3 separate regions of the Canis lupus genome follow, and regions 1 and 3 are each linked to region 2. A link is a contact called in public Hi-C data. All regions are on one chromosome and are shown on one strand. The core of a region is the stretch at or near the end of the contact, and the rest is flanking DNA. Distances in the headings are between cores, read along the strand shown. Region 1 overlaps ITPR1 (inositol 1,4,5-trisphosphate receptor type 1). Region 2 has its middle 41 kb from the start of BHLHE40. Region 3 overlaps ITPR1 (inositol 1,4,5-trisphosphate receptor type 1).

Region 1 (2,934 bases), core at 145-2,644, 250 kb before region 2:
CCTGAAATAGTGTGAGGCATATATGGTGATCCCGTGAAACCCTGATTGGGGGAGGACCACTGCCTTTTGATGATAGAGGCCACTTGGGCATCTCAAGGAAGGAGATGTACTGTGAAAGACTCGTGAAAAAGCATAGTGCCTCCGTGTCTCTTGTCAGTGCTCTGAGAAATCAGGGTGAAATGAGGACAGAGTTCGGAGTCTCTGTAAGGAAAGGTCATGGTATGGAGCCCTCCTAGTTGTCTTCTAGGACAAAATTTCATTTGAAACCAGGAAGAGGAGGGTTTTTTCTTTTTTAATGTTTATAGCTTGATCAATTGCTATATATGTATACACACAAATCAAGATAGGAGATGTTTCCATCATCCCCAGAAGATTCCCATGTACTCACTTCTGGCTTTAAACAGATACCAATTAATGCTAAAGACATCCAATATATGACTAATATTTGAGTGCCTGTTACCTTCCAGGCATGGTGTGAGGGGGTATGAATATGTTGGTGCCTCCAAGTAGACATAGCATTTGCCCTTCTGAAATTCACAGTTTTGTGGAGGAGATGGGCAGCAGTACAAACTAATGTTCAGTGGCAGCTGTCAATCATGAGAATTGCTAGAATGGAGAAGTGCAGGGGGTTGAACACCTATAGTTTGGGAACTTCTGCCCGAACAGGAAAGTCAGGTAACAAGCACCAGGTGGATAGCACCAGCAGGTAATCGTGTGAATCACCTTTCTAAACTGTAAAGTGCTGTGCTCACGGAACAGATGATTTCAATCCAATACTCAAACCTGAGGTGGAAGTGGTAGGCAAAACAGTAATCCACCTCATTTTCATGTATGTGTCTGTTGAAGGGAATGGTATGTTTAGAAAGTATGTGCTCAGTGGGACATGCTGCATTTCTTCATGTCTGAGATATGATCCCCATTTAATCATTGTCACTTGGAACCATGAAATCTCCAGAGCCTCTGGTGTCAGCTAGCAACATGGCCTTCCTGCATTGCAACAGAAAAGCTAGAGTGGCATTCCCACTTGTTCAGGGTGGCTGCAGCCTGCTTAAAGTGAGCCCTCAATTTATCCCACCTTGAGGTGCTTCTGCAAGCAAAGTATGCTACTGATGGAGAATTTTGTAAAATTCAGGGGGAGTGGTGGTGGGGGGGGGGGGGGAAGAAACACAAGAATTATTAAATTTCACCTTCAGGGGGCGTTCTCATGACATCCAACCCAGGCTAGAGGTGTCCTACTTTTTTACATTGCTGTGAACTGCTGGGTTGGGCACCTGCCAACATTCAGGCGGCAGTTACATAAGAGCTGCTTTTTTTCCTGGAATTTAGGCTCACTGCTGATGTGTGACCTTCAGCAGTAATTGCCAATAAATGCAGCGGGGCTGTTTACTGTTAGACACTAGCAACCATAGAGCAAGCAAGCTCCACTCAGAGCGCACAGAAGCTATTGCAGGAGGATTTGGGGGAGTTATGTGTGTGTGCGTTTTGATACTGAGATTATTACACAATGACTGAAATTGTATAGTTTAGTCAAGTTAGAATGTGTTTTTTAAAAATGAATTTTGCTATTAAGTTCCAATGAACGTGTTCTGTAAAGGTGAAACTACATCATTGGGACTAAATTTTTACTTCTTTGTTTCTAAAAACAAATGCCGTTAATAAAGGACATTGTGTTAGCAGATGTGAAAGTTTAAAATTGTTCTGAAATGCTAGATCACATATTTTAACTCAATTTTCTTTAAAGCTTTCTCATCTCTTAAGGTGGGTTTGCAAAGGCTCAGGAAGGATGGGTCCCAGCAAACATATTTGCAAGTGTGTTCACTGTTGGCTGGTTGGTTGATTTCCCTCCTCTGAGGTTTTGAGTGGGTGAAAAGGAACTGGAGGCCGATTCAAGGGTACTGGAGTTCATATGTTCCCTTTGATGTGCTGAATATGAGGGCTATAACATATTTGCATTTCTTGAACTGTATTCAGCTTCTGCTGGGGATGGTCCATGGAAGGAGACTTCATCTTTCAAAAGAAAATTCTAGAAGCTCATGGTTAATGGAATGATTTATGTTGATGGCAGCAGAAGACAAAAGGTGTTTTTGTTTGTTTTTGGTTTTTTTACAAGGCTGTGGTCTGTGCTAGCCTGTTGGAGGCATACATGAAGTGTACGTAGGTATGTGAGTGGGTGCTGTTGTACATACACCGGAAATAGTAACTCTAGGAAGACTCAGAGCTTTTTTTTTTTTTTTAAGATGAGAAGGTATGGTTTCCTTTGTTTATAGTAAAAATTCATCCTTCAATAAAATGTTAGGTATGTTAGATATTACAAACAAGTGTGTCAGTTTCTTACAAACACATACCTGGCTACTATTAAAATACCATAGTTTTGGTGCCTTAATTTGTGGCTGCTTGGGATTCAGTGACTTGAGATTCATTTTGATTTTTTTTTTAAAGAATTTATCTATTCATTAGAGACAGAGAGCAGAGACATAGGCAGAGGGAGAGGGAGGCCCCCCATAGGGAGCCTGATGTGCAATTTGATCCCAGGACCCTGGGATCACTACCTGGGCCAAAAGCAGACACTCAACTGTTGAGCCACCCAGGGATCCCTTGAATTTCTATTTCAAAGATAGTCATTTGAAATCTTTTTCCTCTGGTTAGATTTGCTGACCTAATCTAAAAGCCCTGGGAAGACATAAGATCAGTGAAGAAATATGAAAAGGCAATAGAATACAGTCATGAGTTTCTAAGTTCAATAACCACTCTCCATCATTTGCTGGTTTGGGAGACTTTGCCTTGATTGGAGGTATCAGCGCCTGAATATAGTGACTGATCCTGGGACTAGGTAGGGAAAACAAGACTTGTCAAAAATCAGAAATGACCATTTTCTCAAAACATCCCTCTTTAATGTATGGTCATTGAGGATGACCCTTCATGTAAAACAATTTA
Region 2 (2,908 bases), core at 194-2,693:
CACTTAGCATAATGTCTTCAAGTCATCCATGTTATAGCATGTGTTGGGTTGTTTCCACTTTTTGGCTATTATGTGTGGTTTAGGTTTGTGTCCTTAAAGTCTACTTTTTTTTTTTTTTTAAGTGGTTAAAAGGTTTTCTGTGGGGAAAAAGAAATATGCCTCTAAACTGGGACTAAGACGAGTGTTGTGGAGATGAAGTTAGATCCTTGGTAGCAAAGTGGTTTCTAAACTCCAAAATGTCCTATAAAAATATTCTCACCTTGTTTATAATATTTGCTTAGCAACTTTTTTTCTCTCCTTGGAGAAAAAAAGGAACCCTACCTTTGCCTGCTTTCATATTATAATAAATCTTAGATGGAAACAGCACAAATGAATGAGGTTTTTTCCTGGGATGTTTGTGTACACTGCCCTCTCTCTGTTCTTTCCAAAGCAGAGTGCAATCATATTGAATGCCTACTACAGACGGGGATATGATTCTACTAAGTATTAAACTACTAGCTGTAGGACATGGACAAGTTACTTTACCTCTTTGTACCTCCATTTCTTTATCTGCAAAGCGTGGATCAAAACGATGGAACCCACCTCAGAGAATAGAGACTATCAAATGTGGTAAAGTAACTCTAGAGGATTTAGCCCAGTGTCTGACCTAGGGTGGGCGTTCAGTGAAAGTCAGCTGCGTTTAAATTATTATTCTAGATTTCTTATTCCTTCTTCAGGATTATTTGTGCTCTGATCTTCTCAATCATTACTAACACATAATTAAAGACTGAATGCCTGGTCTCATTGCAGTAGAAAAAAAAAAGCATCAGTTCAATGCACACTCTAGGTGCTCCGTATAAACTTGCCTAAGTGACTTAAAACAATCACTGCTTCACAGAATGTGGATGAAGCCAGTGAATATTCTAAAGAGAATCCTAAGAAATTGCTCCAAAGGGACGCCTGGGTGGTTCAGTGGTTAAGTGTCTGCTTTCCACTTAGGTCACGATCCAGGGGTCCTAGGATGGAGTCCCCTACGGGGTTCCCCGCAGGGAGCCTGCTTCTCCCTCTGCCTATATCTCTGCATCTCTCATGAATGAATAAATAAAATCTTAAGAAAGAAAGAAACTGCTCCATAGAAAGATAAGAAAAAAAAAAAAACAATAATTCAGAGGATTGAAAAGTCTGTTTTGCCAGGCACATTCCGTCTTAGGACTCCTCTTTCTATTTGGGCTGGAGCAGTGGGGGGGGGGGGGGGGTGCTGTTTCCAAGCCCTTTGGGCAAGGGTGCTTGGAGTCTTGACAATCCTGTATGACAAGGAAGGTGGCCCAGCAGGGCGTCCCCAGGGGAGAGCCCAGGACCTGCAGCCCCATGTCACTGGGCCGGCTGGTGGTTTCCTGAGCTGGTCCGGGTCACTTCTCGGGCAGGTTGGCCTCACCCAAGCTGCCAAGATGCTGTGGTCTCCATGACAACAGAGCGCGAACCGGAGATGCAGCTAGCGAGTGGTGTCATCCTCCGAAACCAAAAGCCCCCGCCCCCACACCGCCGGGCCGGCCGCAGGCAGTGGAATTCTTCTGGGAAGGCGGCTGACGTCGCCGGCGGCCGCTGCCCCGGTCCGGGCCGCGCTGATGCAAGCACAGCCCCGCGCCTGCAGGCGGGCAGCCCCCTGGGAGAGCTGGCGCAGCGCTCCGTCTTGTTCCCTTCCGGCCGCCCCGCCCGGCTTTCCCTGTGAGGAGTCAACAGCTCCTGGGTGGCTCCTCACCGAAAGGCCCGGGGGCGGGGGGGGGGGGGGGGGGGACAAATGAAAAATGTGTCTTTGCCTAAACCAGTTCTTCCCCTCCCTCTGCTCTTCCCAGGCTTCCCGAGCGAGCGTCCCAAGCTGACCACGTGCGGCTCAACATGAAGGGCGCTCTGGCCCCCGGGGGCGACCGGGAGGTGGCCCGGGTCGCCTACGAGACCTGGGGGCCAGCTGGGGCCAAGGAGGCCGCCCCGATCGCGAGGGGAGCTCGGGTCTGCGTGGGGAGGTCGAGGGCCCGGAGCGCAAGGTGTCCGGCCAGGGCCGGTCTCCATCGCCCTCTGCTGGGCAAACGCGGGATTACGCTAAGGTTCCCGCTGGGACCTCCCACGCACTTGGGGTGGGGATGGGGGCGGGGAGCGGGGGTGGGGCTGGAATATTAGGGAGCGCGCTCCTCCCACCGGGAAACTGAGGCTCAGAGAGGGCAGGGGACCTATCCACCGTCCCGCAGCTTCTCTAGGACCAAGGTGGGGCCAGAAGTCACATGGACACCCTCGCTGCACAACCTCTGTGTTATTTAAACTGAGAAGTCTTCCCACCCGGGACAGATCGTTGAGAACTTGCTCTACAGGCCACTGCGCTGTGAGGCCCTTCTCCATCACGCCTCACAGCACCGGCCCTCGCGGCCTGGGGACGCCCACCCTTCCAGGGGTCTGAACGCCAAAACTAGTTCCATGACCATAGCAAGAGGGTATCTGCCTTTGTCGCTGTTTCTCTCCCAAGTTAGAGTTTCCCAAAGACCCCGAGACACGGGGTGCTGCAACGGACTGCAGAAGCAGATACGGGAATCCAGCTGTCTTCTATTAAAGCAGACATTTAAAGAAGATTTGCAAAAATGTGCCATTCCGCTCATTAGTTCCATTTGTTTTAGAAAATAGAGCTACTCTCCTCAAACGTATGTCAATATGTCAAATTTACTATTTTCCATGAACTGGCAATATTTTTAAAAGTTATTTGTCTTAACTTCTAGAATGGCAACTCCGGGTAGATACAGCTTAGGTGAAAGAAGCTCATTAGGGTCCTCCACCATCTTCAAGAGTGTAAATAGCCCCTTGAGACCAAAACCTTTGAGAACAGCTGCTCTATGGAAAGTGGCCTCTTTCTAGTCACTGTCATATCACCCTCTCTTCTATTGAC
Region 3 (2,937 bases), core at 52-2,551, 150 kb before region 2:
TGATGAACCAATATATGACACATGATTAAATACAGACCAGTTTACGTTAGGGCTCACCCTTGGTGTTGTACCTTCTACAGGCTTTAACAATTATACAGTGACCTGTATCCAGCACTACAGCAGCAAACAGAAGAGCTTCACTGCCCTAAAAATCCTCTGCGCTCCACCAAGACGTCCTTCCCTCCCCCCAGCCCCTGATCTTCTTACTGTGTCCATAGCTGGCATCCATTTTTTTAGTTTAGTTGTTTTTAATGTATAATATTTGCTATAAATAGCAATTTTAGAATCACTGAGCAGAGTTAGAGATCATTATCACCGTTTCTCACCCAAAGCAACAGATTCTGGGTTTTGTTTTGCTGTGGTCTCAGAAAAGTGAGCCCTAAAAATGAATTATTTTAGTCCCCTTCAGTAAAAAAAAGTCACCCCTCCCCACCAAAGGGGCAAGTAATCTGAAGTTCATGAAGTGTCCTGTATTCTTGCTTTTGGAAAGTTAAGGATTACCCGCAGTCCTCCCCTGCACCCCTGCCTCCTCTAGTCACTCCTGTCCCCTGCGGTCCCAGGCTTTCTGGGAAAACCTGGTTTGTCATCCTGCTCAGTAAGATGAGTAGACACACATCTGTCATGTGAGTTGAAGGGACAGTCTTTACCTTTCTGAATCTCCTCAGAGGGGACTGGGAGAGACAAGCCACAGGTCTCCTTCCCCAGGACCCATCTTCTCTCCCCCACCATCTCTCTTGCCCTCCTGCCCCCCACTGTGCCCCCCACCGAGAGATCCAAAATCTCTAGTCCGGCTATTTCAACAGTAAATGCTCCACTGTTTACATGGTAAACAAACTGCTACCTGAGCAGACTTTCTCCGAGGAAGGTAATTGATTACCTCAGTCGTCTTTCTTAGAACAGCCTCTTCAGTTGAACCTGGGAAGAAGAAAAAAAAAAAAACCTCTTCTCAGAATGATTAGCATTTGCATCATACAATCCAACTTCCTCTCCTCCTCCTCTCTGTCTCTCACACTCTCTCACACACACACACACACACACACACACACACACACCCTCCTTCTTTCCAGTCAAGGACATTTCAAGAGGTCAGTACCGCCCCCGTGTCTAAAACTTCAATGTTTGCCTTTGCAGGGACTTTTCCAACTTTACCTAGAAAAGAACTAACCAGAACTTTAGCACTTGTGGTCAGCCTGCTTCCGGCTGTGGCTTCAGTCAGTTTGTCTGCTCTGACAGAGGAAGCGCTTGCTGTGCCGGGAACTGCACTGGCTGGATTGTAGGAGGACCAGGGCAGACGGTGCCTAACGACATTGGTATGCGAGATGCCAGCAGCAAGGAGAGCCAGGCAGGCACGGGGGACGTCTCAGGCCCAGAGCGACAGATGCTGCTGACAGACGCTCCCTGAACCCACAGCCTCCCCCAACTCCACCCTCCTGCACACACACACACACACACACACACGTGTGCACACACACTAAATTCACGTACAGACAAAATGCCAGTTGAAGATGATTTCCTCAAAAAATGCAGAAGCCAAGACACTGAGCCGTGTTTTGGATCTTCAGTGCACATAAAGGCAGGATGCTGCAAACGCTTCGAGGCCTCCAGACTGACCAGCTGGAGCACCGTGTACTGCAGGCTCCCCTGGAATCCTAGAGCACTCAAGCAGGCGCACCATCTCCTATGAAAGTCCAAGCTAAATACAAAGTGATTGGATTCAAGTGTTCTCTGCCCCTGTACTAGTAATTGGGATCGTCTAAGCATTTTCCCTTCGAGACTTAGATTCTCTACGGAGGGAGATGCAGTCGGTGAGCAACCTTACACTGCACCAGAGCTTATCCTACTGTGCAGGGTGCAAAATCAAATGGAAGCTGAGAGAACAGTGTGGCTAGAATTGCTAATTAATTATAACCACTAGGTACTCCTTGGTAATTTGAGATTTGACTTAACAGCTCGGGATGATTATTTAATTAAAATACTGGCAACACGGAGGATTTCAGATTTGGGGATTTACCTGCTTCAGTGCAGAAAAGCTAAAAATACATGCCATCCGGACTACTTGAATTTCTGCAGTTGAGCTGCTTTCCGGTGGTTTAGGATTTTAGTGGGATTCCCCCATCTTAGATCGCATTGTTATGTATCAGAGTTGGAGGAAAGCACTGAGGGAGAAGCTGTGTGGCGGTAGCCAGAAAATATCAGAAATATCAGCCAGAAATCCTTTTCCAGCTCTGCACTCAAGGACTCCACTGAGCTGGAGAATGAAGGTTTATCCCTAGGATCAGGGTATGTGGCCTAAAGTGGCCTCAGGCAAATAGGACATTTCTTTCAAATCTTGGATTTAACTTTTAAAATTTGATTAAATGTCATGTTCTTTGTAGGGCATATTTTGAGTTTAACATAAAAATATTTTCAATAATTTACCATTCAGTGAAACGGGCATTCTAAAAAAAAGATGCATTATTTTCTGTCTGTGGCATTATATACCCTTGGGCCGGACCTTCATGCCCCAGGATGATGGGTGTCTCACTCATGGAAGCCCAAGTAAAGCAAAAGCAAAGGGGATCTGAGTGCATCATCATAGCCACTGAGACGATGAGCACAGCAGCCCATAGCAGTCCTCCTAATACTGGTGGACCACACTCATTCATCCGGCAGGTCACAGCTTGGGAGGGGAGGCTCTCAGAAGTGAAGAACCATGCCCTAGGACCGTCCTTGTAACGACAGTCTGTGCACTGAAGCACGTTGGGGGCAGGGACCTGGTCTTGCTCATCTTGAGACCCTCAATACTTAACCCTCTGCTGGGCACAGAAATTATAAATGTTCAACAAACAGTTGTTTACTGAGGTCTGCATTTTGCATTTGTTCAAAGACCTTTCAGAGAGGAAAGGGACTAAGGGACTCTCCTTCCATGGGAGTCCAGAAATCAAATATGCCATGAAA

Evidence for each region. A called contact is a pair of places that touch in the nucleus more often than the background predicts.
Region 1: a Hi-C map of blood shows a contact between it and region 2, with 2.7 times the contacts expected there. The contact joins two enhancer-like sites. A contact is called at or near these places in 3 of 9 Hi-C or Micro-C datasets (all in blood).
Region 3: a contact with region 2 is called in a Hi-C map of blood, with 5 times the contacts expected there. The contact joins two enhancer-like sites. A contact is called at or near these places in 3 of 9 Hi-C or Micro-C datasets (amygdala and blood).

Annotation. Positions count from the first base shown.
Region 1 is chr20:12,934,856-12,937,789 of UU_Cfam_GSD_1.0, reverse strand. The region is part of intron 39 of ITPR1 (inositol 1,4,5-trisphosphate receptor type 1); the gene reads left to right. Among named protein-coding and RNA genes, the nearest start is that of ITPR1, 200 kb to the left of the region's middle. Within about 2 kb of position 1,394, at least 11 of the 20 cell types and tissues checked have an H3K27ac peak or open chromatin away from gene starts, as enhancers often do. A contact at or near this core is called in blood, where this site is marked.
Region 2 is chr20:12,681,651-12,684,558 of UU_Cfam_GSD_1.0, reverse strand. No RefSeq gene overlaps it. Among named protein-coding and RNA genes, the nearest start is that of BHLHE40, 41 kb to the left of the region's middle. Within about 2 kb of position 1,443, at least 14 of the 20 cell types and tissues checked have an H3K27ac peak or open chromatin away from gene starts, as enhancers often do. A contact at or near this core is called in blood, where this site is marked.
Region 3 is chr20:12,835,430-12,838,366 of UU_Cfam_GSD_1.0, reverse strand. The region is part of intron 59 of ITPR1 (inositol 1,4,5-trisphosphate receptor type 1); the gene reads left to right. Among named protein-coding and RNA genes, the nearest start is that of BHLHE40, 110 kb to the right of the region's middle. Within about 2 kb of position 1,301, at least 12 of the 20 cell types and tissues checked have an H3K27ac peak or open chromatin away from gene starts, as enhancers often do. A contact at or near this core is called in blood, where this site is marked.